2 separate regions of the Xenopus laevis genome follow, and region 1 is linked to region 2. A link is a contact called in public Hi-C data. All regions are on one chromosome and are shown on one strand. The core of a region is the stretch at or near the end of the contact, and the rest is flanking DNA. Distances in the headings are between cores, read along the strand shown.

The links. A called contact is a pair of places that touch in the nucleus more often than the background predicts.
Region 1: a contact with region 2 is called in a Hi-C map of the XL177 cell line, with 2.5 times the contacts expected there. The contact joins the promoter of ccdc62.L here to the enhancer-like site in region 2. A contact is called at or near these places in 2 of 4 Hi-C or Micro-C datasets (the XL177 cell line and the XTC cell line).

What each region holds. Positions count from the first base shown.
Region 1 is chr1L:175,396,388-175,399,975 of Xenopus_laevis_v10.1, forward strand. ccdc62.L (coiled-coil domain containing 62 L homeolog) reads right to left here and starts at 2,053. Exons shown (of 13, transcript NM_001094381.1): 1 at 1,867-2,053; 2 at 663-726. The coding sequence starts at 698. It overlaps denr.L (density-regulated protein L homeolog), which reads left to right and starts at 2,331. Exons shown (of 8, transcript NM_001092717.1): 1 at 2,331-2,350.
Region 2 is chr1L:175,222,970-175,227,027 of Xenopus_laevis_v10.1, forward strand. abcb9.L (ATP-binding cassette sub-family B member 9) reads left to right here. Exons shown (of 14, transcript XM_018263048.2): 5 at 334-448; 6 at 2,210-2,340. Among protein-coding and RNA genes, the nearest start is that of abcb9.L, 13 kb to the left of the region's middle. Within about 2 kb of position 2,667, at least 2 of the 7 cell types and tissues checked have an H3K27ac peak or open chromatin away from gene starts, as enhancers often do.

The DNA.
Region 1 (3,588 bases), core at 803-3,302, 170 kb after region 2:
CAATGTGTAACAGTACATTTCTTTCTTTCTCACTGTAAGCACATTACACATAAAAGTCAGCAACTTTGAAATGCACATTAGCAAAATCCCTTTCAGAACACGTAGAACGATTTGTTAATGAGAAGTTAAAGTGGATATATAATAAAAAAAAATAAGAATCTTTCCTATAAACTTTATTGAAAAATATACGATTTATTTTAAAAATGGATTTTTGTAACATTGTGTTGCATTTTGTCCTTTATTGCTTGAACAACTCTAGTGATAGGCAGCTGCAGCAGTCCTACCTATTTCAAGCAAGAAACAGGCATCTACCTTTCCTATGCTTCTGAAAACATAAATAAACAGTGCATCATTTTTAATCAAAGCTTATTGGAACAAGGCTATTTTTTTCATGGGACCATGGATTTAAATTTTCATTATTTTCACAATATGCCCCCTTTAAAAAGTATCCAAGCTATTATGCCAAATTAGGCTACAAATGTCAATGACAATGATGCTTTGCTTAGTAAGTTGTTTAACTATTACAGTTTGTTGTATTAACTGAAGAGTTTCCACAATGACTTCCACAAAGGCCTCTATTAGGCTGGATATAAACATTGTAACATAAAAAAAAATCAATAAAAATATTACTTAAAAAAAAGTATCCAAACAATAAACTGTACCTTTAGTTGAGAAGAGAGTTGTAATGAAGAGCTCATAAGTATTCTGTGACTGGAACTAGCAGTACTGTGGATATAAAACATTTAGAAAGCAAATAAAGTTATGTTAGTATAGAAAACAGAGTTTTAGAGTTTTGTTGGAGGACATTGATTTTGGTATTTGTTTTCATAATTATTATCTTCATATAGTGCCAATATATTCTGAGGAGCTTTATAGAAATGATATGCAATTCATATTAGTCCTTGCTTAGGGTTGCCATCTGGCCGGTATTTTACCGGCATGGCCAGTAAAAACGATGGTTAAACCCAATGTTATTAATAGGGAAAAATAGGGTTGCCACCTGGCCGGTCTTTCACCGGCCTGGCTGGTAAAAATGATGGTTGATCTAATGTTATAAATAGGGAAAAAAAGATAAATATATAGGAAGGCCGGTATTTTTTTTAAGAAAAGGTGGCAACCCTATCCTTGCCACAGTGGATCTTACAAAGTCCCCATCACATTCAAAGTGGTCAATTGTATCAGGAGCCAATTCAAATGCCAGCATGTTTGTGGAGTGTGGTGGGAAACTGGAGTACCCACAACTGGAGGAATGCCACACAAGTATGGGGAGAACATACAAGCTCCCTACAGATGGAGGCTAATTCAGGCTGGCCATACTTGTACTGAAGTTTTGCACAATTTTTAGTTCATGCATGTTAGTGATGTGCGGGCAAGCGTGAGTATTAAATACTCATCCCAAACCCCCACTAGAGAATGGCAGTGTTTGTTATATACTCACACTCATCCCGTCCCCTCCATTGATGTCAGAGAAGGATCGCAGGGCCAGATTAGGTTACTGTGGGCTAGGGCTGGGTTCGTATGGTGGCCCAAGGCCCTATGATCATGACCAATATGCATGCGCTATGTATATTGGCCTGTTTGTTGATAAGGAAGGCAATCTGTCCAAATGAACAGAACAACAGAAAGGTGGTCATAACGTGTATGGCCCTTCATCATTCAGCCTACGTGACCATTCAGCATTAGCCAGTGTGTGTGGCCAGCTTCAGTCTCAGGTCTGTATATACTGAATGGTTCCAACATTAAGCTTGGTTAATCCACAGGTCCAGTCTTTGACTAATGTGTTCATAACAGTAATATTCAGCGTCCTGTGTCTATATAAAGTGCACATATTAATACACAGGAAAAGTAATATGTACAAATACTTACATATATATTAAAATCCAGAATCACTTTCTAACCTTCCCACTTCAGTCAGGTCAGACTCAGAAGCAGAGAATTGAGGAGCTCCTGCCAACATCACTTTACATCAGGCAGTTCGGGGTTTGCCTCTTATTTCATACAATGGCACATACTTTACGTCAGCTACGAGTATTCCTTGTGTGTTGTACCTTTGTTTCCTACTATCGCTGCTGCAGATTTCAAGTGTAACTACCGGGCTAATAGTCAAACTAAAACTGGACAAATTCATAAGTAACGCCTGTATTTCAGTAGTATTCTGGGACTTGTAGTGCAGCTGTTCATTTGTACAGTAAATTTTTAAAAAAGAGTAAACTACATTTCCCAATATGCTCTAGTGACAGGCTCACGATGTATCACATGACGAATCTGAGCCAATCAATGTAGACGCTATCCTAAAGCGAGGCTTGGAGGTGGATCTCTATTCCTTGCTTCTCAATCTGGCATTACTGAGGTAGGAAAAAATATAGTGGGCGATTTTATTGATTAACTCTTAATGCTCGTTATATTGTACCTGTTCAGTTGTCACTGTGTAGCCTTGCGAAGCCCCGCACTGTGACTGTGATACAGCATGGTTATTGGGCTCTTTAGCTGCTGCGATGCTTAGTCAGGGGTTTTGAGTATTTAGTGCAGCAGCATGAGACACCACGGGCTGATCAGACAGCTGCACCATCATTTACACTGAATCCAATGTGGCTCGTCTCGTAATCATTTTACTTCCTTTTGAAGATGAAGTACCAACCTTTTTCCCTTTAGGGGCTCCTGTGTCTGTAATACTCTGTTATATACCCTGTTATATACTCTTATATACCTTTAAATGCATAAAATCCAATATTAGTGTCCTTCATTTGTTATGCTATGTCCTAGGCATAATGCAGTCTTGTCTGATCATATTAGTGAGTAAATAACAGTGTGCTAGTGTATGTGGAAGAGATTACAGGTATGGGATCTGTTATGCAGAATGCTTGGGCCTGGGGTTTTCTGTATAATGGATCTTTACATAAATCTACTAGAAAATCATTTAAACGTTAAATTAATTCAAGAAAGCATACATATGATAATGTTAGATAACTGTTTAATGTTATTTGGTCTGCCCCTCGATCAAACGTCTCCTCGATGATCCTATCCTTGGATCTCGAGAAGGCAGCTGATTTGGTGGATTGGGAATATCTATTTTATGTTCTACGCTATATGGGCTTCCCAGTTCCCTTTATGAACTATATCTTTGCTCTCTATAATACCCCAATTAGAACCTTGGGCCGTAGAAAGTTACCATATAGTGGGCTGGTAAGAGGCTGTTTTTGGCTGGTAGGAGGCTGTTTGGGCCTCTGTGTACTTGGAATGACAGGGCCTATATTGACTCCCAGTCCTGGCCTGCATAGGGGCACACGCCATGGTTGCCCATTGTCTCCTACCCTCTTTTTATTGGCCATAGAACCGCTTGCAGCCTTAATTATGGCTTCATTAGATATATCCGTTATTTCCATCAGGGCCACGGAGTATAAATGCACTTTGTTTGCAGACGACCGAATACTTACCTTAACAAGACCTATGACATCCCTCCCCAATTTATATAATCTATTAGGGAAGTTTGGTAAGATTTCAGGCTTACATGTTAATTCAGCTAAATCTAAAGCTCTTAATATCAATCTCCCCTCACCTTTACTTAAGTTACTGCAAATTGATTTTGAT
Region 2 (4,058 bases), core at 1,417-3,916:
GAGTCTTTTATGTATTGTAATTTATGCCGCACTAAAACAATCTTTTCTTTTTGGGTTGTAATGGCTTTGCATGGAATTTAAAAGAGTGATATTAGAGATGCTTCCTGTAGAAATAACAGTGACTCCTTTTGCTGTCATTTACATGGTCTAAATTTCCATATGCCGCAGAAGGGTGCCTAATCCTGGTGATCATGCAAAAAAAAGTTGCTATCCAGGCTAATGTTCATGTGTGCCTTTATGTGCATCCCAAATATACCATTTGTCAAATGCTGGTTCTGTCTAAAGATGGCTACCATAGAAGAATTTGACAAATATGTTTTCTATTTACCACAGGAGAAATATTTAGTCCATATTACACAGGGCTGGTCATAGATGGGATTGTTGTCCAAAGAAGTTTGGAGCAGTTTTCCAATGCAATTGTTCTTCTGACACTCCTGGCTATTGCAAGGTACCATTATAATACAGTGTATATATACAGTATGTACAAATTACTATTCATTGTCTAGGATGCATACAAGTATCAAAGCTCCAACCATGGAATACCAACTTTACTGGGATTTCTAACTCTTCCTTCTGAAGTTAAAGTTTCACTGTTCTCTTTTTCCCATAACCATGTCTCCCTCCATAGCTCACTTTCAAGGTGGCCGAACACGCACAGATATTATTCTTTTTTATTATTATTAATATGTATTTATAAAGCGCCAGCATATTTCGCAGCACTATAAAGTAAATGTGTTTATACAACTAAATCACATTAATGACATACATAGAACATATGGAGTTACATACATCACAACCAATACTGGTACAAAGGTGAGGAAGGTCCTGTGCAAAAGAGCTTACAATCTAAAGGGAAGGGAATAAGACACCAGGTGTGGGAGTGGGCAAGATCAGAATGAAGTGGGTGAGAGATGTGGTATTGCATTTGGCAGTTAGACAGGATGAGGGTAGGCTTCTCTAAATAAGTGCGTTTTAAGAGATTTCTTGAAAGCAGAAAGGTTGGGAGAAAGTCGGGGACAGACTGTAGTAGAAAATTCCAGAGGAATGGAATGATATTCGCTGTGTATATGGTGGGAGACAAGACAACCAATATCTGCAAAAGCCAATGGTCGTGGGAAAGATCATAATTGTAATGTGTATGGCCACCTTTAAGCTGGCCATAGACGTAAAGATACGATTGTACGAATCATCGTACGATCGGACTTTGCCATCTCCCGACCTGCCACTAACCATTCAGATCAAATAAAGTAGTAAAAAACAGATCAGCCGATGTTCTGCCCCTGACAGCAATTGTACGAAAGTTATGTCTGACAAAAGCTGGTGACAGTCTCCCACTGAAAATCGTACGATTGGCAATACACGCAGAGATATTATCGGCAGCCAACAGAAATCTTTTAACCTGTCCGATCAACCAAACGACCGATCTCCGCCGGACGAAAAATGTCGGGACTCTCCACACACGGTCCGAAAATTGTATGAAACCTTGATTCGTATGATCAGATCTTTGCGTCTATGTCCAGCTTAAGTCACACTTGATAAAAACAACCTAGTTATAGAGCCACCATAAAGTATTGTTTTAGGTATACAGGCTCAGGAATTTTATGACTGTAAGGGGCCAATTCACCAAGCTCGAGTGAAGGATTTTTAAAGTAAAAAAACTTTGAATTTCGAAGTGTTTTTTGGGCTACTTCGAGCATCAACTACGACTTCCAATCGAAGGATTCGAACTAAAAATCGTTCGACTATTCGACCATTCGATAGTCGAAGTACTGTCTCTTTAAGAAAAAACTTCGACCCCCTAGTTCGCCATCTAAAACCTAACGAACCCAATGTTAGCCTATGGGGAAGGTCCCCATAGGCTTGCCTAAGTTTTTTTGGTCGGAGGATAATCCTTCGATCATTGGATTAAAATCCTTCGAATCGTTCGATCAAACTATTTGCGCTAAAATCCTTCGACTTCGATATTCAAAGTCGAAGGATTTTAATTCCCAGTCGAATATCGAGGGTTAATTAACCCTCGATATTCGACCCTTGCTGAATTTGCCCCTAGATGTGTGAATGAAAGTTCATGTTTGTGATTACAAGTTATTGATGGTAAAGACATTGGTCAATTGCCTATTCGTGAGATGCCCAAAATTAATATATGTATATACAGTTTTATAATGCATTTGTTACTGTTTTTCTTTCCATTGCTTTTCTCTCCATTCAGCGCATTCTCTGCTGGAGTACGAGGGGGTCTGTTTACCTTTACTTTTGCCAGACTGAACATCCGTATACGCAACCTGCTCTTTTGCTCACTGTTATCTCAAGAAATTGGTTTCTTTGATGAGAACCACACGGGTACTGACCTAATGTTACTCAATGATCATAACATTTGCAACACCATAGAAAGCATAACAAAAGGTTAAAAATGCAGTGTGGAAAAAACACAGGGGGTTTGGTCTGGATAGGGTGATACAATACATGCCCCTTCCCAACCTGATTGCAAACAATTGTTATTCAAATTATTATTCAAATTGGTATTCCCTTGCACCCAGTCTTATTTATTCTTAAGAGGAAACATAATACTTTATTAACATAAAGCCACAGCTTCATGTGCACAGAACCTTTTTTTTTCTGCATCGCTGAATTTGTAACTGAAGAAATACTTGGCCCTTTTATGTGAAACTGCCTCTAGAAAATAATTCAGTAATATATAATGTTTTTTTTTTAGAAGTGGGTGACTAAATCTAAATTACCTTGTTGAAGATCATTTTTAAAGGGGTGGTTCACCTTTAACTTTTTGCATGCTATCAATTGGCAAATTCTAAGCAACTTTTCAATTGGCCTTCGTTATTTTTTTTTTTATAGTTTTTGAATTATTTGCCTTCTCTTACTGACTCTTTCCAGCTTTCAAATGGGGGTCACTGACCCCATCTAAAACAAATGCTCTGTAATGCCACAAATCTATTTTTATTTCTACCTTCTATTACTCAACTTTTTGTTCAGGCCTCTCCAATTAATATTTTAGTCTCTTATTTAAAATAATGCATGGTTGCTAGGGTATATTGAACCCTAGCAACCAGATTGCTGACATTGTTATAAATAATAATTAGCTATTTGTCAGATCTATTAGGCAAATCATAGCAATCAATCTTGTCTGGCATTAGCGTAATACTAATATAGTGTTACTAATAACGTAGTCTATGGAGCATACCTCTGCCAAACTATATTTCAGTTCTCATATTTATAAATACATGGAGAGGATGAATGTTCTGTGTACATGTAATGAATATTTCTCTGCACACATACATTTATTTTTTCTTTTTGATGTGTCTCACCCAAACAAAACATGGCTTGACCCACATCTCCTTTACAGGTGTATATCAGTAGCAATGGTGCCCCAGGGAAGATAGTTAGCTACCAGTAGACCTTCAGCTAATAATCAGTAGGCCCAATGTATTGGCCATAACGTCTTGTATAATATGTATAAAATATATTTGATTGATTTGATAAAGGGTCAAATTCAATTCAGTGAGGAAAAACTAAGGTAATTGAAAGTGACCTGCGGTATGTGCTGTATTTTTCTCTTCTCTTCTAATGTTATTGTAGTTCATTTTTCACAGAATGGTAACTACATTCTGACAATGTGACTGGATTAGTAAATCATTCGGGGACACCTTTCCCCTGCTCAGCTGGATAAGGCAGGGGTCAGTAGGACCTGTAAATGGTGAATCATTACAGTTTCCAGCTCTCCCGCTTTAGCAATTAAGTTGCAGAGACCTGGAAAATAAGCTGGACGTATTTGCCTTGTCTTGAAATATGCCATTTTACCACCAGATGGTAGCAGAGATCTAAGCCATAGAATTTGTATTTTGGAGTGTTTCCTCATTTTCCTGACCCTGATAGTAATGATCTTACTTTATTTTTATATAACATGTACCCTGTAAACTAGGGATGCACCGAATCCAGGATTTGGTTCGAGATTCGGCCAGGATTCGGCCTTTTTCAGCAGGATTTGGCTGAATCCTTCTGCCCGGCCAAACTGAACCCAAATTTGCATACGCAAATTAGGGACA